Regions from separate parts of the Sus scrofa genome. Here region 1 is linked to region 2. The links are chromatin contacts, called in public HiChIP or PLAC-seq maps. All regions are on one chromosome and are shown on one strand. Each heading gives the region's core, a stretch centred on a gene start, on an enhancer-like site or on the middle of the called end of the contact. The rest is flanking DNA. Distances are from core to core; before and after follow the strand shown. Region 1 holds the start of LOC100522011 (apoptosis-associated speck-like protein containing a CARD). Region 2 holds the start of ITGAX (a long non-coding RNA gene).

The links. HiChIP or PLAC-seq counts read pairs in DNA pulled down with a chosen protein or histone mark.
Region 1: an H3K27ac HiChIP or PLAC-seq map of alveolar macrophages shows a contact between it and region 2, with 5 times the contacts expected there. The contact joins the promoter of LOC100522011 here to the promoter of ITGAX in region 2. A contact is called at or near these places in 7 of 47 Hi-C or Micro-C datasets (alveolar macrophages, blood, fibroblasts and 2 more) and 2 of 2 datasets of contacts at active chromatin or transcription factors (alveolar macrophages and skeletal muscle).

What each region holds. Positions count from the first base shown.
Region 1 is chr3:17,302,630-17,308,634 of Sscrofa11.1, forward strand. It overlaps LOC100522011 (apoptosis-associated speck-like protein containing a CARD), which reads left to right and starts at 3,292. Exons shown (of 3, transcript XM_003124468.5): 1 at 3,292-3,894; 2 at 4,125-4,184; 3 at 4,531-4,892. The coding sequence starts at 3,621. The coding sequence ends at 4,787.
Region 2 is chr3:17,197,977-17,204,129 of Sscrofa11.1, forward strand. ITGAX (a long non-coding RNA gene) reads right to left here and starts at 3,412. Exons shown (of 31, transcript XR_002342355.1): 1 at 3,394-3,412; 2 at 2,379-2,467; 3 at 1,684-1,786; 4 at 288-391. LOC110259903 (a long non-coding RNA gene) reads left to right here and starts at 4,625. Exons shown (of 3, transcript XR_002342359.1): 1 at 4,625-5,212; 2 at 5,429-5,542.

The DNA of each region.
Region 1 (6,005 bases), core at 2,042-4,541, 100 kb after region 2:
GACCTGGCCTGAAACCACTGCAGGAGTGAGGCTCCCACCTGTATGAGGGGACACTCCTACACTTCCAGCCCCTTGTCCCATGGCTCTCTGTGACATCACACTGAAGTGCTAGCACTTGCTCTGAAGTATGTCAGATGAAAAATCACAGCCTGGGTCTTCGGAGTCTGTCCGAATGCGTGTGACCAGGAATGCGATTGAGGTTGGGTGCTAGGGGCCGGCTGGGCCCAGAAGCAAGGGTCCTGGGTGGTGATAAGCAGAAAGAAGCGAAGGGGCACCTTGTCACACCATGACACACCTCCTCAGTTTCCTCACCTCCAGAAAGCCAGGTGTGAAAAGCCCAGCTTCTCTTCCTAGTCATGACACACACTCCTCCAGGTGCAGCTTCCTGCAGCCCCAAAGTTCCACTGAAACACATTACACTGCTTTTACCTAACCTCATCCAGATGAGATGCAATCAAATGGCCATATGAATGGCCAAGGAAATCCCTGCTCCTTGTAGAGCCGAATCAGGTGACTGTTTTTTAAATTCCATGGATCGAACACCCAAAGCGTCTAAGGTCCTAATAAAAGTGAAATGAGCAGGTTTCTATGGCTCTAGGAGTCTACTGTCATTGCATAAGGGCTGATCGAGGCTGGATCTGTGCCCAGCCCTGTCCCAGGTGCTGTGGATCTAAAAGGGCCCTCCAGGAGCCCGCAGTCTGGTGGGGAAGGCAGAGTGAACAGACACACCGTATGATAAACGCTGTGATCGAGGCATCATGGGGGCATCCAGTGGACATGGCCAAAGAATAATTCACCTTGCACAGGACAGAAAAGTCAGCAGGGACGAGCAGAGGCCAGACTCAGAAGCTAGCCAGACAAGCTGTATTTTCCCTCAGCTACATGACCTTGGGCGAGTCCTTCAACCTGAGCCTCAACCTTCTCACTTGTAAAACAGGGCTAAAATTCCCCATCCCACAAGGACTGTTTTAAGGCTTAGAAATAATGCATGTGAAGGATCACGGTCCATCTATAGGGGCTCAGTTGTTAATTTCTTAAAAAAAGCGACCCTTGGAGTTCCCATCATGGCTCAGTGGTTAGTGAGCCTGACTAGCATCCATGAGGATGCGGGGTTGTTTCCCAGCCTCACTCAGTGGGTTAAGGATCCAGCGTTGCCATGAGCTGTGGTGTAGGTCGCAGACACGGCTCCGATCCCACATTGCTGTCTGTGGTGTAGGCCGGCCACAAGCCTGGGAACATCCATATGCCATGGGTGTAGGCCTAAAAAAAAAAAAGAAAAGGAAAAAAGTGACCCCTGATGCACTCTGGAGGACAGGCAGGAACTCACCAAGCAGACCAGGAGGAATGACAGGTCAAGCAGAGAGCAGCTCCGCATGTGCAAGAGCCCAGAGGCCAGTGGGGCAGAGGGTGCTGCAGAGGAAGCTGGCAACGGCCTTGAAGGCCAAGCCAGGGAGCTTTGACTTGATTCTGAGGCACTGAGGGGTCACAAGTTTCCAAGCAGGGGAGGGACAGGATGTGGGTATGTGGGCTAGGAAGATGAAGCCTTCTAGCACAGTGCACAAACAGAGATTCTGCAAGGACCAGAGGCACCGCAACAGCCATGAGCCCAGGGAACACTGGCTGCTGGACCGCAAGCACCACCCATGGTGAGGATGTCAACACACAGGACTATCCCAACACAGGATGGGCAGCAGGGCCCTGCTACTCTGCTGGAAGCTCTTGCCTCCAATGTATTGCAGGTAACACAGCCTCAGTCATTCTTTTGTTCAGCAAATCTCCACTGAGCACCTACTAGGTCCCAGGCCCTCTCTTGATGCTGGAGTCAGCACTGACCCAGACAAGGTCCCTGCCCTCCTAGACCTCACATTCTACAGGGGAGGCAGATGCCAATAAATAAATAAATGTCTAATATGTCAGGATCACATCACTAGAAGGAATGGTGATTGTTATAACCCAGGTGAGAGAGAAAATGAAGGCTGCCCAATACCCACTTAGGAAGGAAAACCAGGATCCAAACTAGACTGTACACATAACTTCAAGCCCATGGTCTTTCAGCTTCTGGAAGATGCTTTTTTTTAAGGGCCACGCCCATGGCATATGGAGGTTCCCAGGCTAGGGGGTCCAATCGGAGCTGTAGCTGCCACCTACACCACAGCCCCGCAGCTCCAGCCACACAAGATCAGAGCTCCGTCTGCCACCTACACCACAGCTTATGGCAATGCCAGATCCTTAATCCATTGAGGCCAGGGACCAAACCTGTGTTCTCATGGATGTTAGTCAGATTCATTCCTGCTGAGCCACAACGGGAACTCCCAGAAACTGCCACTTTTTGAAGAGCTTATATGTAAGGCACACACTGGCATCTCTCTTGAGCCGCAAGACCCTTCATCCATTACTGACCCCACAAGAACTGAGCACCTACTACAGGCCAAGTACCACTCTGGATCCTGCAGCTAGAACCATGATCTGGACAGGCATATCCAGACTGTCAGAGAAGACTGATGCTAAAGGAACACATTTACCATTTGTCCTAAGTACTACAAGGGCTACAAATCAGTAGCAGGTGTTTTGAACTGAAGGGATTCTCAACCTGGCCTCCCAGAGGAAGTAACATTTAACTTAAGACCTAAAGTCTCCAGTCTGTCGGGCAGAGGGAAGAGAGCGGCAGGTTGAGGGAGCAGCATGAGCAAAGCTTTGAAGCAAAGGAGCCTGGCCTATTTGGGGAACTGAGAGGACAGTGAGGTTGGAACTCAAGAGACTGGGGGGAGGAGCCAGGATGTGGTGCAAGACAAGGCTGGGGAGGTCCACAGGTGGACCAGCCAGGCTTCCCAGCTGTGCTCAGAGCCAGGATTCTAGGCAGTCTGGCCTCTAGCACCAACCCACATCACTTCTCATATGTGGGGTCAAGCCACTGGCCCCAGAGGAGCTATCCACGACTCCCCCTCCAGTTGAGGATTTTCTCAGCCATTACAAGAGTCACTTCGCACTTCCCAAGAAATTCAGCTCCTGGGGGACCAAATCCTGGCCCTCCCTGGAAGCGTCTGGCAAGGTTTCAGGTGCCATCAGGTAGCCCGTGTCACGGGGGACCATTTACTAAGTGGATGAATATTATCCCCACTTGATAAGGAACCTGAGGCTCAGGGAGATAAATCACACACTCATCTCTACCTCTTTTTTACACTTTACTTCTCCCAGTTATGTGGAACTTGGGATGCACGGTTCTGATTCTAAGATCCTATGACACGTGAGACAATGCCAAGGTTCAGAACTCAAGAGACCTGAGTTAGAGCTGCAAGATTCTAAGCCTTCGTGTGCCAATAAACCGGGTTCCTGACCTGTGCTGGCAAATGCAAGCCTGAAGAGGCAGGCACCACTCGGCCCTTTTCCACCCAGGTCTCCTGGGCCCCACCTTCAGCCAAAGGACATGAGCGGGGCGCCCCCAAATGGCCAAGAGTGGATGGGAAGCGGCAGGGTGATTAGGAGCCTTACACTAAAGCGATGGGTGGGGGCAGAGGCAGGGGTGAGAAAAGGCGGGGAGTTCCAGGTCCCGCCCCGGAGCAGACTTCCTGGCAGACACCAGATGCCCTGGGTGAGCGGCAGCCGCTGTGAACGGCTGAGCCATGGGGTGCACGCGTGACGCCATCCTGGATGCACTGGAGAACCTGACAGCCGACGAGCTCAAGAAGTTTAAGATGAAGCTGCTCTCAGTGCCACTGCGTGAAGGATATGGGCGCATCCCACGGGGGACGCTGCTGCCCCTGGATGCCATCGACCTCACTGACAAGCTCGTCAACTACTACCTGGAGGAGTACAGCGCTGAGCTCACAGCGCTTGTGCTGCGTGACATCGGCATGAAGGAGGTGGCGGAGCAGCTGCAGAAGACCCTGCACAAGGGTGAGCAAGCCCCCTCCACACTCTGCTGCAGAGGTCCAGACCCCACCCCTCTCTTCCAGTATCCCCTGGTCTGCACCCTCCTCCCAAGCAGTTTGCCTCTAGGGCACTTTCGCTTCCTGTTCCTCTTATCTTTCAATCAAAGTTTCTCTGTTGCCCACACTCAGTACTGACCTTGGCAGGTGCCCCGGCCCCAAAAGGCTTGGAAACAAGCTTAACTGATTTTCTTACAGGCCCTGGAGCCAAGCCAGCTGGAATCAAAGCCCTTCCCCTGAAAGCAGACAACAAACCAGGTGAAGTCTTCACACCCAACCTCACCTGCCTGGCCCCGCCCCACCCCGCCCCACCCCAGCACAGTCTATCTGCTGTCCCAAGGCCAAGAGCACCAGGAAAGTCCAAAGCTAAGCGAACCCTTCTCCCAGGTCTCCTGGGGCCAAGCCTGGTGGGGAAGAGAAAGGGAGACTGAGTCATCCTCATCCCCGTCTGGGAGGAGTCCCCGTGGGCTGCCCACCTTGAGCCCAGCCCTTAGGATTGGATTCAGGGTCCTCTCTGGATAAAGCAAGGTGTTCAGGAGGGACAGACCCCAGCCCCCACCCTGGATGCCAGCTCATCCCCCCTCCTCCCTCCCCACCTCCCCAGCACTGCACTTCGTGGACCAGCATCGGGCAGCCCTCATCTCAAGGGTCACAGACGTGGACGGGCTGCTGGATGCCCTGTACGGGAAGGTGCTGACGGAAGAGCAGTACCAGGCAGTGCGGGCGGAGCACACCAACCCCACCAAAATGAGGAGGCTCTTCAGCTTCACTCCGGCCTGGAACCTGACCTGCAAGGACCTGCTCCTTCAGGCCCTGAAGGACACCCAGCCCTACCTGGTGGCCGACCTGGAGCAGAGCTGACTCGGCTTCCCCAGCAGCGGCCCCACCTACAACCCCTGGTAGTTCTGGCCAACTTACCTGGAGTCTCTGATCTTGTATACATAATATATGAAAAACCAGCTTGGAGTTGGTGTTTTCCTACTTCCAGCCTGGAAGCACATGCAGAGCTAAGCTACACATCCTCATGCCGCAGAGCCTCGGGGGAAGCTCTACTCTCTGCCTGTTCCCGAGCCTGCAGGCTCCCCACACCCTTCCTCTCCCAGTCACCGAGGAATCCTCCCTCATTCCTCACTTGGTGGCCCCTCCACTGCCACCCCAGAGGCTCTGCCCTCAAGACCCACAGTGAACACAAGTCAGCCTTGCAGCCAAGGCCCAAAAGCCAAAACAGAAGTATGCACAAAGGGCCTGGAACCATGGAGGTGGGGAGGCAGATTTACCAGATGATTTGGAAGCAGACACTTCTTTCTTCATGGGGGGGGGGATTGTAAAACTAGAGCAACTTTGGGGAGGGGAGGGAGACGAGAGTAACAAGAGCACAAAGCCCCAGGTATGCCCTAGGGTTCCTTCTGGCACTGACACGAGCAGGCTTCCCAGTGGCCTCCCACTCCCTCAAAGGGGTGATGGGTTACACTTGGCCCCAAAAACATGCCAACCACAAAAGCAACTTGATGGGATGTGTGCCAACAAAAGAAAATAGTATTTCTTTCCAGAAAGCAACGTTTAGGATGCCTTCCCAGAGGTTATTAAGGAACCAGGACTCTAGGACTACATCTGGAGCATACCTTGCACCCAAAATCTTTCTGGCTTGGAGGGGCTGGATGCAAAAGCAACAGGCAGGCCCCCCAAAAGGCCAGCTATCCCATCCTTAGGAGTCAGCTTCAACACGGAGACCCAGGTGTGAGGGTACAGGGTGTGCCGTTCACAATGACACACTAGCCCAGAACGAACAAAGCTGTGTGAAGCCTTCACGTGGAACTCTCCCTAGACAACATGAGAACTAGCAAATGCAGTTTATCCCCCCACCCACACCCACTGTCTGTGCACTGTCTGATTCCCTATGCTGATTCCCGGATCACCAGGGTAACAGCAGAAAAAGTGGTCTGCTGTAGGAGTTAAGCTACAGAGGAGCTAATGGCCACTGTCAAAGCCACAGTCACTACAGGATCACTTCTAATGCTATTTTAGGACTCCCAGAGGAAAGAGGAGTTTCGCCTAAAGCAGGAAATCAGCCCCAACTCT
Region 2 (6,153 bases), core at 2,162-4,661:
TTTTTTTTTTCCCTTGGCCACACCTGCAGCCTGTGAAGTTCCCAGGCCAGGGACCGAACTTTCACCATGGCAGTGACCACACCAGATCCTTAGCCCACTAGGCCAATAGGGAACTCCAAGAGCTTTCAGATCTTGATGGAGCTAAAGGGGTGCAAGAGTGTGGTGGGTGGGACAGTTTGAGGGGGTCAGGAAACCAGTCAGAGGGTGAGGGTCTGCAGACCAAGCTGAAGCTGAGAAATGGGTCCCCTGTGCTCCCCACAGGCTCCCAGCCAGGGGCAGTGACTCACCCTGCAGGTGGATGGCCTCACATAGGCTCGTACTATAGTCACACCGGTAGAGACCACCTGTTTGGTTGGCAGCCCTTACCTCCTGGGGGGCGCCAACCACCAGCCTGGCAGGGGGAGAAGACAAGAACACAGCAGCTAAGAGTGTGGGCACTGGAGCCAGACTGCCCCTTGGCAAGTTTGTGTCCCCTGTCTGAGCCTCAGTTTCCTCATCTGTAAAGTGGAGATTAATAACAATTCTTTTTTAATTTTTGCTTCCCTTTTTTTTTTTTTTTTTTTTTTTTTAAAAAGGGCTGCACCCACGGCATATGGAAGTTCCCACTCTAGGGGTTGAATCTGAGCTGTTGCCAGCCACAGCAACGCTGGATCTGAGCCCTGTCTGCGACCTACACCACCGTTCATAGCCATGCAGGATCCTTAACCCACTGAGTGAGGCCAGGGATCGAACCCGTGTCCTCATGGGTATGAGTCGGGTTCGTAACCTGCAGAGACATGATGGGAACTCCCAATGACAATTTAAGTTCTGCATGGGCGAGATGTTTGTCATCTTTATTCCCAGGTGTGTGCCTGGCTCCTGAGACGTAGTAATAGATGCTCAATAAACATATGTTGAATGGTTGATCCCCACCTTGTAAATTTGTTGCGAGGACTAAATCAGTGCCCACACAGATGATCCTATTTACAGAGCAGAAACAGACTCACAGGCATGGAGAGCAGACCTGTGGTTGCCAAGGGGGAGGAGTAGGAGGAGGGAGTGGGATGGACGTGGAGTTTGGAGTTAATAGATGCAAACTATTACGTATAGAATGGATAAGCCATGAAGTCCTGCTACACAGTGCAGGGAACTCTATCCCATCACCTGTTTCTAAATTTTTTTATTATAGCTGGTTTACAGTGTTCTGTTCATTTCTGCTGTACAGCAAAGTGGCCCAGTGATACACATAGATATACACGTTGTTTTTCTCGTATTATCTTCCATCGTGTTCCGCCACACGTGATTGGCGAGAGTTCCCTGTGCGGGACACCAGGACCTCATTGCCTGTCTCCTCCAAATGCAATAGTTTGCATCTGCTAACTCCAGACTCCCAGTCCATCCCACTCCCTCCCCGCCCTTAGCAACCACAAGTCTGTTCTCCATGTCCATGAGCCAATCATTTGCGATAGAACATGATGGAAAGGAACGGTAGTATGAGTACAGTGCCCCAGAAATACACAAAGTCAGCTGTGGTTGTCAAGATGGTGCAATGGCCTTTCTTTGGTCCAGCTCATCAGAGCCCTGGGGGAACTGCCACCGGCAGACCGAGGAGAGTTTGTACATAAGGAGAGGGATGAGCTGAGAGACAGACCCTGGGCAGGGGAGGAGCTGAGAGCCAAAGGCCAGACACCACTCAGTCCTCACCAGTTGGCATACTGGACCACGCTGTGTCCAAACCCAGCACTGTCCACACGGAAAATTGTCGGCTGGTCTGTGTCCAAGTTGAAGCAGAGAGAGGAAGCTAGCGCTGGAGAGGAGGGCGAGAGGACAAGCTTCGGAGAAGAGTCTTCCTCCTGCTCCATTCCCCCCCAGTCCCCAGCCACCCCCATCTCCCACCAGCTCTCCCCTCCAGGCACAACACCCCACCATCTCCTGGTCTTCCAGACCCTCAGGCTCAAGCTTGCCAGCCCTGCTTCTCTCCCTCCCTTAATCCAGAGATAGCTCTTCACCAACCAGCCTTTCAGCAGGTTTCAGTTCTCCATTTCCACAGAGCAACAGCCAAGCTCCAAAGACACTCCTTCCCCACCCCTACACCTGGGCTCCTATGAGAAGGACTCCAGGAAAACTTGGGGCCAAAGGGATGCTGTGGATGGGTTGACTTATTCTGCCTGCTTGAGAAACCTCTGGATTGTGCCGGCACCTAGCCTCTCTTCCAGCATCTTTGAACACCCCCCAAATAGATTCCTCAGTATCTTCTCAACCTCCTTGAACTTCAGATCCCAACCCGAGATAACTCAAGATCCCTCCCTTAATTGCTGAGTGCAAAACGCGTGTCCTCAGCCCTCTCTCTCTCTGCACCCCCATCCCCTCCTCCCCCTTCATGGAGATCCCCGGCTTACCCAGCACCAGGAGGAGGCCGATCCTGGTTCCCATCATGATTGGAAGGTCAGATGTGGGCATCAGGGTGCCTGAGCCACCAGGAGAAGAGCTGGACCAAGGTACCAAGGAAGCAAGTGAGTAGAGAGGGGGTCAGGAGGCTTGAGGCAGGGAGGGAAGTTGCCTGCATGACTCAGAGGTAGAGGGCGGAGAATACAAGCAAGCCAAGCGGAGAAGGGGGCCCGGCAGCCCACACATGCTGCACCCAGGAGTCTCTCTAACCAGCTCTCTTGCTCTAAGGCGGTTTCTCTTGTCTCACCATAAACTCGGGCAGATGCAAATCTCCTACCCTGCGCCCCCTCTCCCAGGCTCCCTCATCCTACCGGTGAAAGCTTCCCCTTGACCTCGAAACTTCGGTTAACCTGGGGAGGGGAAGGGGCAGATGCTGGGGGCCGGGCGGGGGGGTGGGGGTGTCAGAACCCTAATGGAGACCCCTCCCCCACCTCGGACCCTGGACCCATGGTGTTTTGCTTGTGTGTTCATCATTTAAGCAATAAGCCTCATTTGGGGCTGATTATGCAAGCCTTCTGTTGGCAGAGGGAGAAAAGACAAACCACAGGGCCCCAGCCCTAGGGTCAGCGGGGAAGGCAAATAGGTAACCAGTAAGCCATTGCTGTGAGAGGAGAGGGTACCTGACCCAGGTTGGAAGGGTGTGGATTTCCACGAAGCCGTCTTGGCAAGCAGTGGCCCTTGATCTGCGTCTTGAAGGCAACCCGCTCTAGGGGAGCCTGTTTCGGAAGGGGTAGCCGAACCGGGAAGAGGCTTGAGACAGGAGGGCAGGGCGTCTTAGGAAACCAGCCATAGGAACAGAGAGCCGGAAGCGGGAAGTGGTGAAAGATGAGGTCAGTTTGGGAGGAGAGCAACCAGCAGCGGGCCTCGGGGCCTGGAAAGCCCCCTGAAGATCTAGTCATCTTCTCTTGAGCACAGAGGGAAGCAGAGGAGCAAATGCAGAAGAGCAACTGAGATCAGCAAACATACTTGTCAGAAAGCTCATTCCTTGTGCCACAGCAGGAACGCCCCAATGAAAAAGAGTTTAGGCTGGAATTCCCACTGTAGCACAGCGGTAACAAACCCGACTAGGACCCATGAGGAGGAGGGTTCGATCGCTGGCCTTGCTCAGTGGGTTGAGGATCCGGCGTTGCCATGAGCTGTGGTGTAGGTCGCAGACGTGGCTCGGATCTTGCGTGGCTGTGGCTGTGCTGTAGGCTGGCAGCTACAGCTCCAATTCGACCCCTAGCCTGGAAACCTCCCTATGCCAAGGGTGTGGCCCTAAAAAGCCAAAAAAAAAAAAAAAAAAAAAAAATTGAGTTCTTTCAATTTCTCTATGCCTGAGTTTCCTCTTCTGCAAAGTGGGGGTGATACAAACACACACCTCCTATTGCTGCTGGGAAGGTTGCTAGAAAGAGGGACCCTATGGGGCCTGAGTTCCTTGGGAGCTAGCTGGAGACAGATGAGTCAGGAGGGAGGTGAGGGGGGCCTGTGGGTGGCCTTGGGGACAAACTGAAGGCTGACTGGTCACTGGGGCATGGACAGTGGTGATTGTCCTTGAGCTAGAGGGTACGGGAGGGGAAGGCGTGGCAGGCTGGGCCAACTTCAGGGTTGAGGTGTTTAAGAGTATAAGCATTTGGTGTCACATTCTAAATCGAATGCACTCCAGTAAAATAAATGCGTTTCTTCTGTTTGCCCCCCCCCCCACCGCAGCCTATGGAGTTCCCAGGCCAGGGATCGAATCCAAGCCAGAGTTGTGACCTGCACCACAGCTTCGGCAATGTCAGATCCTTAACCCACTCCGCCTGGCCGGGGGTGGAGGGCCGGGGATGGAAACTGAGTCCTTGCCGCTGCAGAGACACCATGGATCCTGTTGTGCCACAGCGGGAACTCCCCAATAGAATGATTTGTTTTTAAAAGAGTTTGGGCTCCTCTGACCTCTCTCTGCCTCAGTTTCCTCTTATGAAGAATGGGGGTGATGAAAATGCACAGCTCCTATCGTTGCTGGGAAATTTTTGTCTTTTGTCTTTCTAGGGCTACACCTGCAGCACAGGGAGGTTCCCAGGCTAGGGGTCGAATCAGAGCTGCAGCTGCCGGCCTACACCACAGCTCCAGCAATGCACGATCCGAGCTGCGTCTGCGATCTACACCACAGCTCACGGCAATGCCGGATCATTAACCCACTGAGCAAAGCCAGGGATCGAACCCACGTCCTCATGGATACTAGTCAAGTTCATTAACCACTGAGCCATGACGGGAATTCCTGTTGCTGGAAAGGTTGGGTTAGTAAGTGTGAAAATGCTTGAACAAGTACAGAAGAGCCGTTATTATTGGCTGCAATCATTCCTAAGCTGCAATGATTACTGCGTTAGGTAAGAGGGCTTCCCAAGGGGAGGGACATCCTGGAGGGTGCGGGGGGCTGGAGCTCAGGAGCAAGGTCTGGGTCGGTGATGAGTCTGGAAACCATTGGTTGAGATCCGATGGGAGCATGAGGAGAAAGGAGAAAAATGGACCTGGGCTGGGTCCCAGGGAAGCGCCCGTGTTGGCGAAAAGGCAGCCTGGAGAGGAGCGTGATCCAGATCACAGGCTGCTGTCAAGTCACACAGAGCGAGGGACGAAATGAGGAAGTCTCCCGATCTGCCTACAGAAGCTGTTGGTGACCCTGGAGTGTGCCAAGCCAGGGGGCAGGGGAGGGGCCGGGGCAGCAATGCCACCTGGTGCCGAGCGGCCCAGAGGAGACCTCGGATACGGCGTGGCTGGAGGAGAGCCCTGGAATTGCTGGTGAGGAAGAATATTTGCGAGAGCGAGGGTAAGGGTTCAAAGCTAAGAAGGAAATGGTGACAGAAAAAGGCCGTGAGGAGAAAGGAGAAGTAGCCCAGATCCTGAGCAGGATAAAAAACAAGCAGAAATGACTCAAGCTAGAAGAAGTCTGGGAGGCTCAGGGCTGGTGTCAGGGACTCTTAGGCAAGAGGCTGCCAGCCTCCGAGGCCCTTAGACCTGGCCCTTCTACCGCTCTCCCCCTTAGACGTGGGTTCCGCGCCTGATGGCTGGACGAGGTCAGGATACTGGAAGGGGAAGACTCCATCTCTTCTCTGAAGCCACTCAACAGACTTCCAGGATGCTTCGGAGCAAAGCCAAGGTAAGACCCCTTGCCTTGAGCAAGGATAACTTGGATCATAAAAGTGCAGAGCAGGATGTGTCCTTAGGTCAACCCACCCATTTTACAGATGAAGGCACTGAGGCTCCAGCTGAGACCTTAGGGTGTCTGGGACTCATCGCCCCACTGCCATGAATCATGACTTTGACATTTCCAGAAGAAGGATGGCAACCCAGGGGGATGTTATAAGGCTGTAAGCAAGGAAGGGCCGGACACCCAAGTTACTCATCTCCTCAACCCAGCACGGTTACGAGTCAGTCACATGCAGCTTTGTCCACCTGCACCCCCCACCCCCACCCCTCCCCGGCTGTTCAGAGTCCTGGCCAAGCCTGTGGCAAGAGGTCAAGGGCAGAGGAGGGTCTGCAGTGGTTTGGAGAAACAGTCAGCTTTTCCCACTGCTGGCATTCCTGCCTCAGTAAGTTTCTGCTCTGTCCCTGAGCCCCAAGGTGCTAAATGAAGAAGATTCCAGAAGGATGGTGGAGCAGGAGGGGCTACATCTGATCTGCCTCATCCTGGGGGCGGGTGGGCAGGGGGTGGGCTGGTAGAGAAACCAGGACAAAAGCTGCATTAATCCAGATCTGACTTGCCTGAGC